Regions from separate parts of the Urocitellus parryii genome. Here region 2 is linked to region 1. A link is a contact called in public Hi-C data. All regions are on one chromosome and are shown on one strand. Each heading gives the region's core, a stretch centred on a gene start, on an enhancer-like site or on the middle of the called end of the contact. The rest is flanking DNA. Distances are from core to core; before and after follow the strand shown. Region 1 holds the start of Lactbl1 (lactamase beta like 1). Region 2 holds the start of Htr1d (5-hydroxytryptamine receptor 1D).

Region 1 (4,416 bases), core at 1,099-3,598:
GAGGATGAATGATGGCTTCCTACCTGGCTGGTGTGGGGGATGGTCTTGGTTGGTGGATGGAAGGCGCTGGGTGTGGGCGTGGAGGAAGAGCACCTTCCAGTAAAGGGTCCCTTGAAGGAGGGACCCACGGCTTTACAGGTGGGCATCTGCTGCCACTGTGTGGCCATCTTGCCGTATGACAGGCTGCGATTCCGGTCTGGCTAAATTTGCCAGGACCCGGCTGCTGTCCAAGGGGAAAATTGGCCGCTTCCAGAGATAGGGCAAGAACAAAGAAGGACCCCCCAGAAAGTCCTGGAGGGCACCATGAGCTGGGGGCTCAGGGCCCTGCAGGGGGTTAACTGAGCCAGTCAGCATCAGCTTTAAGATGCAGTTCTTGCCTCATGGGACCTCACAGATGGGAACAAAAGATCGGAGGCCCCCCTGTCTGGGAGACTCCTGGGTCCAAATCTCAGTCCGCCTACTTCCTGGAGACCTCACGCATCAGTTTCCTTGGAAGTAAAACGGGACAGGATAAAACCTGCTCCGTGGGACAACAGTCCCTGGAAGCACTCATCTCTGTGTGTGAACATTGTCAATACCCTTGACCTTGAGGCCGACTGCACAGGGCTCTCTGAGCTGCGGTGACAGCTAACCCAGAAGCCAGGTAGGATGGAAAAGGCCTGGGTCCTAGCACCATCCCCATCACTACACCTGCTGTGTGAGCTTTCATTTCCCATCTCTGAGCCTGATTCACCAGCCACACAAAATAGAGTTCCAGAAAAATCATTCAGCTGTTTGGACAAGGGGGCCACAGAAGGTCCTGGTTTGCCTCGGCCCGTTCACAAACCCAGCTCTGAGCGCAGCCAAAGGAGATTATAATGAGGGCGCTGATGGGATCCATCAGTTGCCAAGGAGTCTTGCTCCTCAAAGGTGTGGTCCCCAGGCCAGCATCAGCATCACCTGGGAGATGGCCAGAAACGGAGACTGTCCCCCCCTGACCACTGGCTTAGAACCCGCAGTTTAGCAGAACCCTCTGGAGGGTCCCAGGTGCAGTGAAGTTGGAGGCACACGGGCCTGGGGCCATGGTTCTCAACCCTGGTACACAGTAGAGTCACCGAGGACCCTGCACACATCGTGATATCTGGGCTACAGTCCTGAGAACCCGGGACCCAAATACCAGTGGTTTTAAAAAGACCCCCAGGTAATTCCAGCGCGCGGCCTTGTCTAGGGCTAACAAGGCAAGTATATTGATCTTTGGTGTCAACTAAAATCAATAGATGTGCAATTCCAGAATGTCCACGAGATCTCTCTCTCCACAGGGGCTGGGCAGCAGTGGAGCATAGAAGCCAAGTCAGAGCACGAAGCTGACCTTTTCGGAGCCCTTTCTAGGTGCCAGGTCCTGGGCTGCCCGCTCGACAAGCATGCTCTAATGGAATCCTCACTCCAACCCGGGGTGTTACTGTTATGACCCCTGCTTTCTAGAGGAAGAAACAAAGAGACTGTGCTTCCCCCAGGGTCACAGGCCGTGACAGAACCGGGATTTGAACCCAGTTACCTGAACGTTTCAACACGAGGCTTCAAACCTCAGAGATGCATGAGGAGCTGCTGTGGGTTGGGACAGGGTCCAGGAAGCCCTGTGGGACCCACCTTGCAGCTGCCACCTGCCACCTCTCTTCCACCTGGGGCTTGGCAGGGACTCCTTCCGGACAGAGTGTTCCTGTTCGTCTGACCTCCATCCTAGAGTATCTCTGGTCACGTGGTTCGTCCATCTCTCCCCTTCCCTGTCACTGGGGACCCCAGCACTAATCCCCTTGGCAGAGGCGCTTGCTGGGGTGCGGGTGGGGGATTAGCGCCGGGGAAATCAGATGCCACATCTGCCCGTCCCTGGAGAGCTGGGGCAGGGCCTCGGAGCCCAGGAAGCCTCTCCTGTCCCCGGAGCACAGGGCATCACGTTGGGGGGCCTGAACTGCCCTGTCCTTCCCAGGCCTCCTGGAAGAAGGTAAGCCTGGCCAGTGCCCGGGGGCCTGGCAGGGTTATCTCTGAGCAGGCTGGAGGGGGGAGGAACTCAGGGGGCAGGTTGGCGGCAGCTCTCCCAGTTTGCTGGTGACCGAGGAAGGGCTCTCTGGGAAGGTAGGACTCAGTGCTAAAATCAGGATGGCCCTGGGCAAACAGAGACATCGGTCATCTGCGCGGGGGCCTGGCGGGGAGGCGAAGCCAGGCTTCCTAGTAGCTCCTGTCCCCTCCTCTCCTTCCCAGCCCCCCACGACCTCTTTTTGCCTTCGCTCCTCTGACTCGGCTTGTGGTCCACGGGGCTCCCGGCGCCTAGACCCGAATCCTCCAGGAGCTGGACCGTCCTTGCCTGGGGGAGATGAAGACCCAGGTAAGGCCCAGGCCCGCGGCCTCAGGCACTGCCCTCAGTGGCCCACCCCCTGTCACCTGCGTGGCCACCACTGGCATTTCCAGAGCCCCGGCCTAGTCCAGGAGCAGTGTGGATTGGAGAGCTCTGTCCCCTCCACCCAGAGGCCGACCCCTCCTGCAGCCTCTCCTGCGCACAGCCTGGCTTGTCCTGGCCTGATCGCCAGGAGGCAGATGGGAAATGGAGATGCCCTGGGGTGCAGTCCTGTGTCCCCAGCTGGGGAGGGCAGAGTCCTTCCTCACCCGGCCCAGGCCCTGGTCCCAGTGCACCCGGTGGCTAGCGCAGGGTGACCGGGGGTGGTGTGGACCCGCCCTGGGAACCAGCACCGCCCAGGGAATGAATGAGTGGACAAAGCGGGCGGTCTGAGTGGGCCCCCAGGAGAGGGCCAAGGAGGCCAAGGAGACTGGTGTGGGACCGCAGGGGCAGTGGGCGCTGCGTGCGGAGGGCCTGGCTCCTCCGGGGCCGCCCCACACCAGCGTTCTCCAGCCGGGAAGGGACAGGGAGAGAGGAGTCCAAAGGCGGCAGCTGGTGAACAGCTTAAGGCTAAATCCTGACTCGCCCCGGGTCCACGGGGATAAATCCTGCAATTGGAGGAAGACAGGGGCTGAGCCCAGGGAGGGCTGCAGATTGGGGTGCAGAGCCCCCAGCTGCACGTGGAGGTGGGTGGGGTGGAGAGAGCGAGCGCAGAGCCTCATCCCAGCCCTGGCGTTCTCAGCTGTCACTCAACGCCTGAGCGAGGTGAGGGCACCCCAGGTCTTGCTGGCTCCGCACCTGCTGCTCTTGGCTTCTGCTCAAAGGGAGTGTCTTTGTGCAAACCTGTGACAGTGACAGGTGGAGTCTTACATCTGGTGTCACTCCTCTGACACTCTGGTGGACACTCCCAGGGCTCTCAGGGTCTTTAATGGACTCATTTTACGAAAACTGAGCTTTTCACCTGTGATCTCAACTGCCTCAGAGGCTGAGGCAGGAGGATCACAAGTTCAAGGCCAGCCTCAGCCACCTAGCAAGACCCTGTCTCCAAACACAAGGGTCAGGGATGCAGCTCAGTGGCAGAGCACTTGCCCGGCATGTACGAGGTTCTGGATTCAATTCCCATTACTGCAAAAATAAACTAAAAACAAACAATAACAAACACCGAGGCATTTACAAACAATAAGTCCACACAGTTCTATGAGTTTTGACAAATGCATACAGTCTCTTAATCACCTCCATGGGCTGGAGAACGATTCTACCAACTCCCAAATTCACTTCTGTTCTCTCTCTCTCTCTCTCTACACACACACACACACACACACACACACACACACACACACACACACGCACACTTGGTTGTAAGGGGACACAATACCTCTATTTTATTTATTTGCATGTGGTGCTGAGGATGGAACCCAGGGCCTCACGTGTCTGGCAAATGCTCTACCTGCTGAGCCACAGCCCTAGCCCCAGTTTCTGCTTTTGTGTAGCCTCCCCAGCCCCAGTCCCAGGCAACTATTGTTTTATCTTCCTGTAATCTGACCTTTTCCATAACGGTGTATAAGTGGTATTATATAGTCTGTAGCCTTTTGAGTCTGGCTTATTTCACTTAGTGTCATGCATTTGAAATTCATCTATATTATTGCACATACCAGAAGTCCATCCCTTTACACTGCTGTGTAGTATTCCATGGTATGGACATAGCATATTTGTTTATTATTCCCCAGTTCAGACATTTGGGTTGATCTTATCTTTGAAAATTAAAAATAAATAATGACTTGGTGGTAAAATACTTGCCTAGCATGAGTAAGGCCCTGAGTTCAATCATCCCCAGCACTGGGGAAATAAAAAAGAAGGCTTCAGCATGAATACCAAATTCTGGAGCTGGACGATTCTTTTGAAATTCAGTGAGATTTCCAGATGGAAAAACAAACTCCTGGGCTGGGGACAGAGCTCCGTTGGTAGAGTGCTTGCCTTGTGTGCACAAAGTCCTGGGTCCCATCCCCAGCACCACAAAAATAACTAAATAAACTCTTCACAAGTAGTCC
Region 2 (4,416 bases), core at 1,194-3,693, 190 kb before region 1:
TCAAATCAATCCATCCAGACAGACTGACCTTCCTAACAAAGCCCTGAGCTGAACTCAGGGGGTACAACAGTAATGATTCTTGACATTGCTCAGCTCTTTACTGGGTACCCAGGACCGGCCTTGCCAGGAGCAGTGTAAGTTCCCAGCATCCCTGGGAGGCAGGTTGGGTGGCCACTGTTTGGCCACTGTTCAGGGAAGGAAACCTGAGACTCAGAGAGGAGAAGGGATTTTCCCAAGGCTGCACAGTAAGTCTGGAGAGCAGAGATTAGAGCCCAGGCGGTCCCAGCCCAAACCAGACTTTCCCTGTGCCCTGCTGCCTCCCCAGCCCTGCCCTGTCCCTTCCCTGCACCAGCTGGGTCCTGAGTCTCAGCTCTTTTGGCTTCTCTGCTCTTTACACTTCAGCCAGCATGGTCATTTGGCCAGACCTGGCCCTTTCTGACTTCTGGGGCTTTGCTCTTGCCCCTTTAACTATCAGGAATGCTAGCCTTCCCAGACTTTTCCTGAATTTAGCCAGGAACAAGATGTTGTTCTTAAGAATGAGGTGAGGCTGGACATGGTGGCGCATGACTGCAATCCCAGCAATTTAGGAGGCTGAGGCAGGAGATCACAAGTTCAAGGGCAGCCTGGGCAATTTAGGAAGACTGTGTAAAAATTAAAATATATATATATATAAAAATAAAAAATAAAAACATCTGGAAATGTAGCTCAGTGGTAAAGTGCCTCTGTTCAATCCCCATTATCAAGGGGTAAAAAAGAAAAGGATGATGTGGTGGGAGTGGGTGATGGATGGAATCTTTGAGATACGTGGTTGAAAAATATTCAAACTATGAAACAAATTCATATATAATCCTAATGATCAAATGTTTTCAAGTGTGTGTAGATAAATTCTAAAGTGGTCAAGCATTCCTGGGTTAAATCCCTAGTACCCAACCGGCCCCAAAAAAATTCAAATGTATTTTCTGGACTTGAACTTTCATCACAAAAATGCCCAGGGATTTAAATGTTTGCAGTTCACGTCTTTGCTTAACAAAAAAGTATTCTGTTATTTTTTTGACTGTTTATTTGTTTGTTCTAAGGGTCATTCATGCTCCTCCAGAAAATTTGGAAAATTCAAATGAATATAAAAAATGTCACCCCCCCCCCCACACACACACACACATACACTCCCTTGGGAAATACATTGTGGCGAGCTGGTGTTTTTTCTGGTGGCTTTTGTTTCTCTCCCTGTCACAGTTTGGTTTGGCTTGTTTTCATTGCTGAGTAAATAGAAGGATGTTTTCTGATTCTTTCTGATTCATGATTTACAGAACTGATTTCTCATACTTGCAACAAGCCTGCGATACTTCCAGCTCTGTGATACCTTGTCCCCTGTGGGAATCCTGGGGGTGGGCATATCACCCTCTGCTCTGACACCTTTGAAAAGGCAGTTTCAGGTCACTGTTGCCAGCCTTAGAGACAGTGTCCTTCTACCTGATAATTTCAGCTTTCAGAATTGTCCTTCTAGAACCTAACTCTTCACTTCTTTCTTTTTTAAAGCCCAGAGCTCCTGAACATGCGGCCCTCAGGATGAACCCACAGTGATCCGTGTGTTTCGCCACTTCCTGCTCCTGCATTCTTCTGTCCTGGTAACAGGAATGTTCTGTCTGTTCAGGCTCAAAACATTCAGTGGAACCAGAACCAAAGCTAAGCGTCCCTCAGGATGTGTCAAGATCAATCTGGGGGAACCGAACGGCTGATTTACTGTCTCTCTGACTCAGCGGATGCTTCTTTTTGAGTCTAGTTTTAAAAACTCCAGAACCTTCTCTGATCAGGGATGGGGAAATTTTGAAGCTTTTATTCAACACATTGATGTCTCCAGCTTTGAAAAGAGCCAAAATGCCAAAAGCCAGAATCCCAGAGCCCTGCCCACACTTCTGTGAGACCCTGATCATTGTCTAACAAATTCAGCATGTGTCCACTGGGCTGCACCATCTGCTGGGCAAAGTTCCAGAATGGCCAGACATGTCAGGATTCATCTGTTTTAGGAAAGACCTATAACTACCAGCTAGGAGTCGATTTGGTTTTTCTTTCTTTATTTTTTGGTTCTGGGGTTGAAGCCAGGGGTGCTTAACCACTGAGCCACACCCCCAGCCCTTTTAATTTATTTTTTATTTTGAGACAGGATCTCACTCAGTTGTTTAGGGCCTCACTAAGTTACTGAGGTTGGCTGTGAACTTTCGATCCTCCTGCCTCAGCCTCCCAAGCTGCTGGGATTACAGGGGTGCACCCCTGCACCTGGCCTTGGTGTTCTAGCCAAGTCTGCAGGTCCTTTCAAGGTGGTCTGTTCTGATGGATGGCCCCTACCAGCATGAAGCCAAAAGATGACCTTACTCTGTAGGCCAGGCGACTGGGAAAGAAGGAGCCTTGTGTGTGGAAGTCTGCAAGGAGAGCGAGCCACCTAGCATGGCCCCGCCCAACCAGTCAGTAGAAGGCTTTCTCCAGGAGGCCTCCAACAGATCCCTGAACACCACGGAAACCCCGGAGGCCTGGGATTCAGGGATCCTACAGGCGCTCAAGATCTCCCTGGCCGTGGTCCTTTCCATCATCACGCTGGCCACCCTCCTGTCCAACGCCTTTGTACTGACCACCATCCTGCACACCAGAAAGCTGCACACCCCGGCCAACTATCTCATTGGCTCCCTGGCCACCACTGACCTCCTGGTTTCCATCTTGGTCATGCCCATCAGCATCGCCTATACCATTACCCGCACTTGGAACTTTGGCCAAATCCTGTGTGACATCTGGGTGTCTTCTGACATCACGTGCTGCACCGCCTCCATCCTGCACCTCTGCGTCATTGCTCTGGACCGGTACTGGGCCATCACTGACGCCCTGGAGTACAGTAAGCGCCGGACGGCTGGCCACGCGGCTGCCATGATCGCCGTGGTCTGGGTCATCTCCATCTGCATCTCCATCCCACCCCTCTTCTGGCGGCAGGCCAAGGCTCAGGAGGAGATGTCCGACTGCCTGGTGAACACGTCTCAGATCTCCTACACCATCTACTCCACCTGCGGGGCCTTCTACATCCCGTCCATCTTGCTCATCATCCTCTACGGCCGGATCTACCTGGCCGCCAGGAGCCGCATCCTGAACCCGCCCTCGCTCTATGGCAAGCGCTTCACCACGGCGCAGCTCATCACGGGCTCCGCGGGCTCCTCGCTCTGCTCGCTCAACCCCAGTCTCCACGAGGGCCACTCGCACGCGGCCGGCTCCCCGCTCTTCTTCAACCACGTGAAGGTCAGGCTCGCCGACAGCGTCCTGGAGCGCAAGAGGATTTCTGCTGCTCGGGAGAGGAAAGCCACCAAGACGCTGGGGATCATTCTGGGGGCCTTCATCGTCTGCTGGCTGCCCTTCTTCGTGGCCTCCTTGGTCCTCCCCATCTGCCGGGACGCCTGCTGGCTCCACCCCGCCCTCTTTGACTTCTTCACCTGGCTGGGCTATTTCAACTCGCTCATCAACCCCATCGTCTACACCGTGTTCAATGAAGACTTCCGCCACGCGTTCCAGAAAGTGGTCCACGTCCGAAGGGCCTCCGAGTCTCATTAGGTGGCGACTCTTGTTCAATCTTTGGGGTCCTGTGACTCCGTTGGGATTGTCTTTTAAACTTTTTTTTTTTTCCCTCCTCCCCTGGGACCTGGGTTGATTCATGATCTCTTGGGTCAATCAACAGAATTATTCTGAGTTCTATTTCCTGGGTCTTGACTTCTGAGCCACCCAAAGCTGGGCCACTGGGTGAAAGGGGAGAGGACTGAATGAAGACTTCCCCTGACCTCATATTTTCGTGGTTCTTCCGGGGTTGAAAGACACATGACCCACCGGATTCAGGTGAGAAACTCTCTGACTCTGTAGAAAAGACCCTGGGCTCAGAGGGAAGGCTTCCGTGTCCATCTGAAATTTGTTATGGGGGCTCAGTGAAGGATAAGATTAATGGCCTGAATTGAAAGAGAATTTGGAGCCAGGATGGAGGAGTCTCCATCCCCTGTAGCTTCTTGATTAGAAACCCATACCCAGGCTGGGCCCGGTGGCGTACACCTGTAGTCCCACCACTGGGGAGGCTGAGGCAGGAGGATCACAAGTTCAAAGTCAGCCTCAGCAATTTTAGTGATGCCCTGAGCAACATAGTGAGATCCTGTCTCAAAAAAAAAAAAAAAAAATTAAAGGGCTGGGGATGCAGCTTAGTGGTAAAGCACACCTAGGTTCAACCCCCACTACCAAAAAGAAAATAATGCCCAAGAATGTCTTCTACAACATCCTCCTTTCCCTGTCATCCATGAGTAGTCCAGTGACTTGGAGAGAAACTCAGAAGGTAGGGATAGGGGAATGGGATGATGGGGACTGGATTGACTACCCCTCAGCCTTCTTTCTCCCCCAATATCC

What was found. A called contact is a pair of places that touch in the nucleus more often than the background predicts.
Region 2: a Hi-C map of muscle shows a contact between it and region 1, with 6 times the contacts expected there. The contact joins the promoter of Htr1d here to the promoter of Lactbl1 in region 1. A contact is called at or near these places in 2 of 2 Hi-C or Micro-C datasets (liver and muscle).

What each region holds. Positions count from the first base shown.
Region 1 is chr11:13,714,488-13,718,903 of mUroPar1.hap1, reverse strand. Lactbl1 (lactamase beta like 1) reads left to right here and starts at 2,348. Exons shown (of 7, transcript XM_026403638.2): 1 at 2,348-2,359. The coding sequence starts at 2,348.
Region 2 is chr11:13,907,727-13,912,142 of mUroPar1.hap1, reverse strand. It overlaps Htr1d (5-hydroxytryptamine receptor 1D), which reads left to right and starts at 2,443. Exons shown (of 1, transcript XM_026403580.2): 1 at 2,443-3,585. The coding sequence starts at 2,443. The coding sequence ends at 3,585.